Regions from separate parts of the Mus musculus genome. Here region 2 is linked to region 1. Evidence: chromatin contacts called from public Hi-C data. All regions are on one chromosome and are shown on one strand. Each heading gives the region's core, a stretch centred on a gene start, on an enhancer-like site or on the middle of the called end of the contact. The rest is flanking DNA. Distances are from core to core; before and after follow the strand shown. Region 1 overlaps Metap1d (methionyl aminopeptidase type 1D (mitochondrial)). Region 2 overlaps Itga6 (integrin alpha 6).

Region 1 (4,920 bases), core at 1,820-4,319:
GAACTCACTCTGTAGACCAGGCTGGCCTCGAACTTAGAAATCTGCCTGCCTCTGCTTCCTGAGTTCTGGGATCAAAGGCGTGCGCCACCACGCCCAGCCTGCCCTGCTCTTTAACATGTCCTCCTTGGGGGCATCCAAGTCTAGTCTCTCACTCAACACTCAATGTGTTTATGCCTCCACTCTCCGTGCTAAATCCTAAATCCAGGAAACACACTGCTCCTATCCTGTCCTGTGAGGGAGGCAGATGTTAAGCAGATCAACAGCTGGCAGGAGGGATGGAAACCAGGCTGGAGACACCGGGGCGTGGGTAACAACTGCCTAGCAAGGGCAGGGGCAGGGAACAGACCACAGAGTCTTCCGACGCCATCGCCTTACTAAGCTCATCCCAGAAGTTAAGAGAGATGGCCTCAGCATTGGCCTTCTTCACTCAGCAGAACCTCCTTAACTGCCATGCTGCAGCCCGACAACAGGTGAGTGATAGAGACTCAGATCAATTCTATCACACAGAGGATTTTCCCTCCGGTATGGCTGATTAGAGAAGAGAGGCCATTTTTATCAATATTATCAAGTTCAAGTACATAGGCATTACAGGGGAATTTTTTTCTATGCACTTACACGTGAATTATGAAAGTATCAGGTCTCTACTGGGAGGCCTGGGTAAGGCTTTGGAGGCATTCCCTTTCTGGTTAACAGTGTGGTCAATGTATCCATCCTGCCAAATGACAGGCTCACTGTCAGAAAGACGCAAGCACATCCCCCACCCCTGCCCCCAGCAACTGGACAGGCGAACATTAAAAACAGTGGGAGCCCAGCCTGGGCACAGTCAATCTGCTGACAACAATTCTAAGCAACTCTACTTTCACCTTTATAGTGGAAGTAAAATATTTTCTTTCCAGGGTCCACCATTATATTTGAAGTAAAATGTTTTCTTTCAGGTCAATAAAAGTACCGCATACATGTTATCACAAAGTAACGTGATATTGAAATACCATTATGTATTTATTCCATGAACTATTCACTACTGACCAGGAAAAAAAAGTGTTTTCACAGATGAAATAGATAAGTTTAAGTCCTGGTACCCGAGAAAATAATGATGTCACCCTGAACAAGGTAGCCAGGGAGGGGATCATGAGCTATGCTTACTATATTCTAATTTTTGTGTGTGTGTTTTGTTTTTCTGTTTCCCAGACAGGGTTTCTCTATGAAGTCCTAGCTGTCCTGGAGCTCACTCTGTAGACCAGGCTGGCCTCGAACTCAGGGACATCTGCCTGTGCTGGGATTAAGGGGTGCACCACCATGCTTGGCTTTTTGCACTTAGAATTTTTGAATTCTGAATTTTGAATATTTAAACTATTACTGACTTGATTATGATGGAGATGGAAGATGGCACTTTGGGCAAGAATGCTTGTATTAACAGGCAAGAAGCAGTTGCCTATAAGTCTCAGAGTACAGCTTCGACTCTGATAGAATTTTTGTGACACTGAAAGTCATTTTTATGATCACCCTCAATAACAGTGAATATTCTACTGTCTATAACAATGTGTGGGTTTACTGCCTATGCAGGAAACCCTACAGCTTTTCTGCTGGGTAATCAGCAGTAACAACACCCTGATCAAGTTAGCAACAAGCAACTCCTTGCTGCTCGGGGTCCCCTGGTCTGAGGCTTTTGATGGCTCCCACTGGTACGTCCTAAACACCACCTAGGCCCACTTGCCCCTGTGGTAATTAGAGTTGTACACTGTGCGGGCTCAGTGTCTCCTGAAATTGCTCTGTGTCCTCTGGATTCCATTGTGCATGCTTCGTATTGTAAACTTACATGTGGGATATAAATCTAGGTATGTGCTTAAGTATTTTCATATTTGATGGTAACATCAATTTCTAAACTTCGCCTTTTAATTCCTTTTATAGATTGGGTCTGGAAGGTGGAGCTTCAGAACTCAGCATGCTGGAGGAGGGCTGTGTCTTCCACGCCTGATGTCGCTGCACACAGTCTGCCCTGTATTCATTGGCCTTTTACCCAGGGTCCATTTTAATTGTTATCTGCTCATGCATTCTATACCACATAATGAAGTGCTTCCATTTCACCCACTGTGCCCTGGGGTTTTATGTGTATCTTTTCTAATGACCCTTTATTAAGCTGATTTTACCCTTGAAAATGTGAGTTTTGGTCAACAAGTATTTTTAAGGGGAAGTCTGAGTGAACTTTCAAAGGGACCTCTAAAGTGCTTATTATTTTAAGCACTTGTAAAACTGAACAAAGTACGATTGTACTCTAGTGTGGCTACCGACACCTACATTTCTCATTATACACTCCTAGAACAGGCTTTCACCCAGCAGCAGCAGGCCATCAGTCCTCATTTGGGCTTCCTTCAGAAGGATCAAACATCTGGGTAGAAAACAACACAATAAGGTAGGCTGGTATGACTTTACATTAGCTAACAATGTCAATCAGCAGTAATATAGAATTGAAAAGACACCCTGTAAAATATCTCGTTGAACATATTTCTTCATAATGATCAGCAAATGCCAAAGTCTAGCAACAAAACTATTATTTATAGCATATTAACATCTAATTGATTTTACAAATGGAGGCAATTATTTTGGATGAAGGGAGGACTGTCTGCCACATTTAAATGATTTATGATTACCAAGACAGAAAACAACAATGTTTTACTAATCCATTTTCAACTGTGGCTCTTCCACCCATTGATAATTTTAATTTTAACCAAATGATTTGTTTAAATAATACATTAACTTCAACTTTTTTTTTTTAAGGCAACTTACTTTGTGTCTGTAATCGGACAGGGTTTGGTTTTTAATGTTCAAAAATGTTGCTTCCTCCAGTGGGCTTAGCAAAGACCCTACCCTAGGAATACGTATTGAAGTGTGGATTTAGAACCACAGAAAGATCGCACTTTCATGAACTCCAACCAATTACTCCAAGCAGGAGCCGGAGCCCCCACAGAGCATCATGTGCGTGAAGTCCAAGAGAACACTGCAGAGGCCTCCGTCTCCAGTCTCTTGACCTAAAACATCGACTGTCTGCTTGAAAGGTTTCATAACGCGTACAAATGTTGCCAAAGAGAAATTAAACAGCGTGAGTCACTCACTACGATGCTTTTGCAATCTAGGACTAGGATGTACTGGTTTGAAAGGGAAGTGAGGGAAAATGGTGGGTTCCTTCCCATTTCAAGGCAACTATAAAGCAGAGGAGAAGCTCATATTTCACAAGAAATAACCTGTGCATTTGTTGAAGGGAAAACACATACACGAACATTGAGGGATTGCCCCAGGCTGATGCAGATACTGATTGGGCAAAGCTGAAGGACAAGGGCTCTTGGAACTAAACAAAAGCAAATTCATCCTGTTGACAGATGCTGCTTACATCAAAGTACTAAGGAACTCTCCCGGCTCCCAATTTTTAAAAACAATTAGTACCTTTCTACAAGCCACACATTGAAGACAAAGTTAAGTTTTTTAATCAGTCATAATAAACATGATTAAATCTGTTCTCAGAGAGTTTCAGCTCAGCTAGGAACGGTTTTAGTGTGCTTTTAGCTCTGGGCCTTGCCAAACAGTGGCTTATTCACTCCCATGGACATGTCTGGAAGGCGAGCTGGGCATGCCATCAGCCCCCTCCTTCCAGGGGTTAACTGCTCTGGCTGCCAAATAAAATACAGAGCGAGCCATGTAATTATGGAGACAGTCAAAGGGCAGGCTCTATTTTGAAATCTATTTGCACAGACAAGGTCTTCCAATTGAACTTACAGGAAACAAGCTGGTAAAGAAACCCCTTCCCCAGATGCCGTCCACACTTTTTCTCCACTTCAGGAAGTCATGGATATGGACACCATCCACCGCCGCTTCCTGCATCTCAAGCTAAGATGCCCTTGTGGAGAGAAGAGCGGTCTGTTTCACAAACCTAGAAGGATCATGGGGGCGGGGGGGGGGGGCAGCTAATTAACAGCACTTGGAATCGGTCTCTAAATGGTAAAGCTACAGTGTTTGTTAAACATTTCTAAAGAGGGCACGGGCCCAGTTGGTATGCAGGTGTGGGGAGAAACAGCTCATTTTCCTAATGTCCAAAAGAAAGCACAGAGTTGAGTGTAACAGAGACTGCTACAAGGACTTGTAGGAAATAAGGATTCTACCTGACATCCCACAGGCCCATCCTTGCAGTTATTTGTAGATAAAACTATTGACTACAGTCATGAAGATCCCATAGGACGGAAAGGACATATGCCAACTTTCGAGTGACAGAATTGGAAAGACTTACTTTTATCCTGGCTGCTTATATTCGAAGGTGACCACGTCTGTGAGGACAAGTTGTCTGAACAATAAAATAGGGTTGGCTGCCATTACTGATACAATGAGTGGCCTGATGAAGGCAAGACAGGCAATAGTCTATGGAGGTCAGCGCCATCACCCAGGCCCGGGAGCCCTGGCTCTAGAGAAGACAAACTAAAAAATCAGTCGCATGTAGAACATTTCTGAGGAAAGGATGGCTTGGGTGCCTGGGCACCCAAGTTCAATAATAACGATCAAGAATGGTTCCCAGGTCAAAGCAAACAGGACTCTGTGCAAGGCTCCCTCAGAAGTTAGCTCGGTGCGACATCCTCCCTCCTTTTAAAAACTGTATGAGCAGCAACTGACATAGCATAACACCACTGACCAGCTCAGAAACAATTCAGGAAAAGGCTTCAATTTGCTTCTTTAGAAAAATCAAATTTGAGGATGGAGTGATTGCTCAATGGTTAAGAGCACTGGCTGCTCTTCCTGAGGACCTGGGTTCAATTCCCAGCAACAACACGGTGATTCACAGCTGTCTGTAGCTCCAGTCTCAGGCTATCTGACACCCTCTTCTGGCTTCCCTGTGCATCAGGTACTCACATAGTACACAGATAGACAAGCAAACAAAAT
Region 2 (4,874 bases), core at 786-3,285, 340 kb before region 1:
ACACAAGAATTAGTAATAGCCAGGTGGTGGTGGCACATGCCTTTAATCCCAGCATTTGGGAGGCAGAGACAGGTAGATTTCTGAGTTTGAGGCCAGCCTGGTCTACAAAGTAAGTTCCAGGACAGCCAGGGGTAATTCAGCAACAGCTGGATTGTGTGTGTGTGTGTGTGTGTGTGTGTGTGGTGGTGGTTGTTGTTTTGAGTTTTTATGAAGATGGGGTGTGAGTTAGGTCTCAAAGTTGCTATATAGTCAAAGATGGCCTTGCCTGTCAGATGCTCCTGTCTCGACCTCCCAAGTGTCAGCACTACAGGCGTGGAGCACTTGCCATTGTTACATGGTGCTGGGGACTGAAGTCAAGGTTTTGTACACACTAGGAAAGCACTCTGCCGACTCAGCCATATCTCTATCCACTGATTGGATTTTGACAGCTAATGTGCAGTGTCAGAGCAAAGCACGTGGTAAGTGCCTGGGAGGCCCTGGGAATAATTTCCAGCACCAAAACAGTAATCAAGATGATAATAATAATAATAGCCAGGCTGTGGGGGCGCACACCTTTAATCTAGCACTCAGGGGGAGGAAGAGGAAGGTGGGTCTCTGAGTTGGAGGCCAACCTGGTCTACAGGGCAAGTTCTAGGACAGCCAGGGCTATGCAGAGAAAACCTGTCTCAAAAGCAAAACAAAAAGATAATAATAACAACAATAATTATAACAATAATAATGCCAGATCAAGATGTCATACTTTCCTAGGCTCATTTCCGCTCTGTCCTAACACACAGATCCCATATCCTACGCCATGCCCAGCAGGCCACAGAATGCACATTTGCTTCCCACAATGACCCGAGCTGCATTAGACACTTTAGTATTTCATTGTGAATTTTTCCTTGCTTTGCTAAGTTTTGCTATTCTTTGGTTTTAATAATATATATTTATCATACTGTGTTGTTCTCGGTGGTAAAATAAAGTATGTCAACTACAGGAGAATGAAGGTTTGGCTAGCTATAATCTCAGTAAGGACCAGGGGCTAAAAACAATGAAGAAAACAAGGAAGAAAATAAAACTCTGGTCCCTAAATTTCATCTTAGGTTGTTATCTTCACTGCTACCTTGAGAAACACCTTCTCAGAGGCCAATTATGAATATAGAAATAAGTGGTATTTCTGTTGATTATTTTTTTCTTAGACAGGATCTGGAACCCTGATTGAGCTGGAATTTGCTGTGGAAATCACACTGACCGTGAACTCAGAGATCTCCTGCCCCTGCCTCCGAGTGCTGGGATTAAAAGCATACACAAGGTCACCATATGTGGCCACAGGAAGTGGCCTGTAAAAAAAAAAATCCAACACTGGCAAAAGAGAAGCCAAGCAGCTTACATCTGTCTGGACCGTTTTGGCTTCATTTGAATTCAGGATGGGAAGAACTTCGGGGAGTGAGTTCACCCGCCGGCGAGAGCTGGGCTCCTGGATCTCCACAGAAGCCGTGATGGGGATGGGACGCAGCTTGTCTCTGATGTTCTCCTGCAAAGGGGGCAGGGACACAGTCAGTGTGCCCAAATGCCAACGGACCTCCGAAACGATGGCAGAGCAGAGATGAACGGTGCTGTTCAGAAACTAAGCGTCTCACAGAACACCGGAGTCCTGTGGAGACGACCCTGGCACACACTCACCTGCAGCCAGAGGGTCTCCTCCATGCACGCCCGCTGCTTCTGCCGATTCAGGGTCAGCTCCTGAGTATACTTTGGCTCGGAACCTTGGTTTCGAAACTGAACTCTCGATGACAACCCTGACTTTCTTCTTTCTTTTTCAGCTTCGAGAATACCCAAAATTGCTAGGTTGGAATGAACAAAATCACGTTAACTTAAAGTGCATCTTCACACCCCCTGAACTACAAAGAAGATGAGTTCTTTTACAGCACTTGCCCCAGAACCTTCGCCTCTCAGAATCTCCTGGAAGGGGGCCTTCTGGTGACCAGAGGGGTTTTTAATCCAATTGTTCTTCCCAGTGCTGTTAGTGTTTTAAATTCTCACTGGACCACCTGGGGGCGCTCGAGAACAAGCTAGAACCTTCTGCAGCAGCTAGGAACCCATCAGTTTCTGGCTGAATATCTGAAACTCAAAGAATACTAAAGATAACTGGAAATCCCCAATGTTCCTGCCCCGGGACTCTTTCAGCCTATGCGTCATGACCTTGGCGGGGGAGAGTCCTTGCTATTTGAAAAGTTGTCTGAGAAAGCAGGCTCCTACAGCAGAACTGGTATTTGCATTATAGCACTGGTAATCAAAGGAGACACATATATTAAAGATAGAAGTCACTGAGAGCAGGAAGAGACACCTGTAATCTCAGTTCTTGGGAACAAGGGGTGCGTTCTTTTACAGGACTGCCATGAACTCAAAGCTACCTTCAGTTACAGTGTGAGTCTGTCTGAAAAAAACAGATTAAAAAGATAGATAGATAATAGATAGAATGGTAGATGACAGACAGATCTGGCTGACATGTGTTCAGTAGCCGGAAGCCAGTTGTTTAGCCTCACACAGCTTTTATACACAAGTCTCCAGCCTGCAGCAGAGGTGGCCAGCTGCTCCGTGGAGGCAGGCCAGGATCGGGACTGTCAGGAGCTCACTTCTGGACTCTGGAATGCATTCTTCACTGGGTCACTGGATGGGGCTACTAACTATGCTTCTCATGGGCCAATACTTCAATCACTTGCATTCATTAAGCACTTGCTAAACCCATCAGAGGAAAGAAAGCACAGGAGTGTACACAGGGAGGAGAAGTCAGCCTCCAAGAAAAACTCAAGAAAATGGAGAAAGCTTATAGTCTACCATTCATGCGAGGGGGAAGGAAATGTCTTTTGAGTGTTTGTTGTTTGTTTGAGACAAATTTCACGTGGCCCTGGCTGCCTGGAACTGCTCCTCCTTCCTGCACGTCCCGAGTGCTGGAGTTACAAGCATGCACCATCACACCTGCTTCATACAGTGCTAGAATGGAACCAGTGCTTTATACTTACTTACACAGCGCCGGGATTAGACCAGGACTTTGTGCATACTAGGCAAGCATTGTACTAACCAAGCCATTTATACTTCTGGCCATGAGACTGTGCGTTTTAATGTCCTCTTTATAAATTAAGAAAGGGCAGCCGGGCATGGTGGTGCATGCCTTTAATCCCAGCACTTGGGAGGCAGAGGCAGGTGGATTTCTGAATTCCAGGCCAGCCTGGTCTACAAAGTAAGTTTCAGGACAGCCAGGGCTACAACACAGAGAAACCCTGTCTTGAAAAACCAAAAAGTAAGAACGGAAATTCTGAACCCTACAGCAAAGGGCAGCATCATCAACAGCTCCAAGTCTCTACCTGGCACACAAAAGCTGGCTGCTTTATACAGAGGCTTAGAGGCCAGGTCTCACCGCCCTTCCCCTTCTGCACTGGCCCCTCTCCTCCTCCTCCTCTCTATCCTCCCCAACTCCAAACTAAACCCTAATCCATTACTCTTCAGATCTTGACCCAGACTTTAACCCAAAAGCCTGTCCTGGCTCCTCCTGAGCCACTGAGAAAATTCTACCTCTGAGGCTATACACTGGGACTTACTGTCCTGCAGAGTGTGGAGGAACTAAGGACAAAGACTGCATCACCCTTGTTCACCAACTGCCACACTTGATAAAAATATCATCCACAGGACAGATGAGTGGAATGGAGTACCTGGCCCCATGCCACCCTACGCAGGGCGTGACACGTATGCATGTGCACACAGTGTGATGCAATCTCTGCACTGAAATCCTATTCACATAGGTAAGACCAAAATTTAGAAGCACTGGCAGTTTCAATAGCAATTTCTCTGTCCATCTGAGATATTCTTAAATGTCACGACTGCCAAATGGAATGCCCCTCATTTTTGGCCTTCTGCAGCCCTGACACCATCCACTTATCAGTGACCTGCTAACTTCCCGATGAACCAAATGAAGGCTCCCAGGCTGAGTGCCCCTCAGGGCAGAAGTAGAGGAGGGCATGGGTACATTAAAACCGTTTAGCTACCAAACCCTCGCTGACCTCTGTAACCTCCAGACAACTCACATCATCTTAAAATCCTTGTAGGTCACCTGTGCTGACCTCCTGAGGAACAAGCCAAGAAAACTCATTAAGGCTCAATTATAAATATCTGTGCATGCAACATCGCACGAAGAGGGCTGTCAAGCTAAAATATCGTGGCCCCACAATAAGCTCACTCTTGGGATACTGGGATATGATGCTGAATGTATTATACTTCTTCAGCTTTGTGGAAATTCTGTTTTATTTCACTGTAAAGTTATTACTGTGGAAGTATAATGAAAGAGTTCTTCCAAGTGAAGAGGCCCACCTATCACAGGCTGCAATAAACACGCAGGTAATGGAATGGGTACATACTATAAAGGAGACGCACATAGCAACAGATGTTGCATTAAGGCTAGAGGAAAGCTCATAACCCCGCTCTATAAAGGCAGTTGTTGGATGGAGCACACCGGTGAGATCTGACACTTATCGTCAAACAATGGTTTGAGGGGGGAAATGTTTTCTCATTTCTTCTCCCTTTACAAGAATCCAGTCTACTCTTATTTCTTGAATTCATTACAAATGCAGGTAAAAAGCATCCAGGTGAAGAAGGTGTGTGTTTGCTTATCATCAAAAAACATGTAACAAGGGGGCTGGAGAGATGGCTCAGCGGTTAAGAGCACTGACTGCTCTTCCAAAGGTCTCGAGTTCAATTCCCAGCAACCACATGGTAGCTCACAACCATCTGTAATGGGATCCGATACCTTCTAGTGTGTCTGAAGACAGTGACAGTGTACTCATATACATAAAATAAATAAATCTTTAAAAAATTAATGCAACAAGAGGTTGGTAAATGGT

What was found. Hi-C and Micro-C count contacts between places; a contact is called where the count stands out from the background.
Region 2: a contact with region 1 is called in a Hi-C map of bone marrow-derived macrophages, with 19 read pairs. The contact joins two enhancer-like sites. A contact is called at or near these places in 3 of 39 promoter capture datasets (cranial neural crest, maxillary cranial neural crest and second pharyngeal arch cranial neural crest), 2 of 484 Hi-C or Micro-C datasets (bone marrow-derived macrophages and nephron progenitors) and 5 of 9 other capture datasets (adipose tissue, embryonic stem cells, embryonic tail and 2 more).

The regions. Positions count from the first base shown.
Region 1 is chr2:71,498,245-71,503,164 of GRCm38.p6, reverse strand. All of the region lies in intron 1 of Metap1d (methionyl aminopeptidase type 1D (mitochondrial)), which reads right to left. Among named protein-coding and RNA genes, the nearest start is that of Dlx1, 29 kb to the left of the region's middle. Within about 2 kb of position 3,069, at least 60 of the 459 cell types and tissues checked have an H3K27ac peak or open chromatin away from gene starts, as enhancers often do. A contact at or near this core is called in bone marrow-derived macrophages, where this site is marked.
Region 2 is chr2:71,835,217-71,840,090 of GRCm38.p6, reverse strand. Itga6 (integrin alpha 6) reads right to left here. Exons shown (of 26, transcript NM_008397.4): 12 at 1,663-1,823; 13 at 1,370-1,513. Among named protein-coding and RNA genes, the nearest start is that of Pdk1, 36 kb to the left of the region's middle. Within about 2 kb of position 2,035, at least 20 of the 459 cell types and tissues checked have an H3K27ac peak or open chromatin away from gene starts, as enhancers often do. A contact at or near this core is called in bone marrow-derived macrophages, where this site is marked.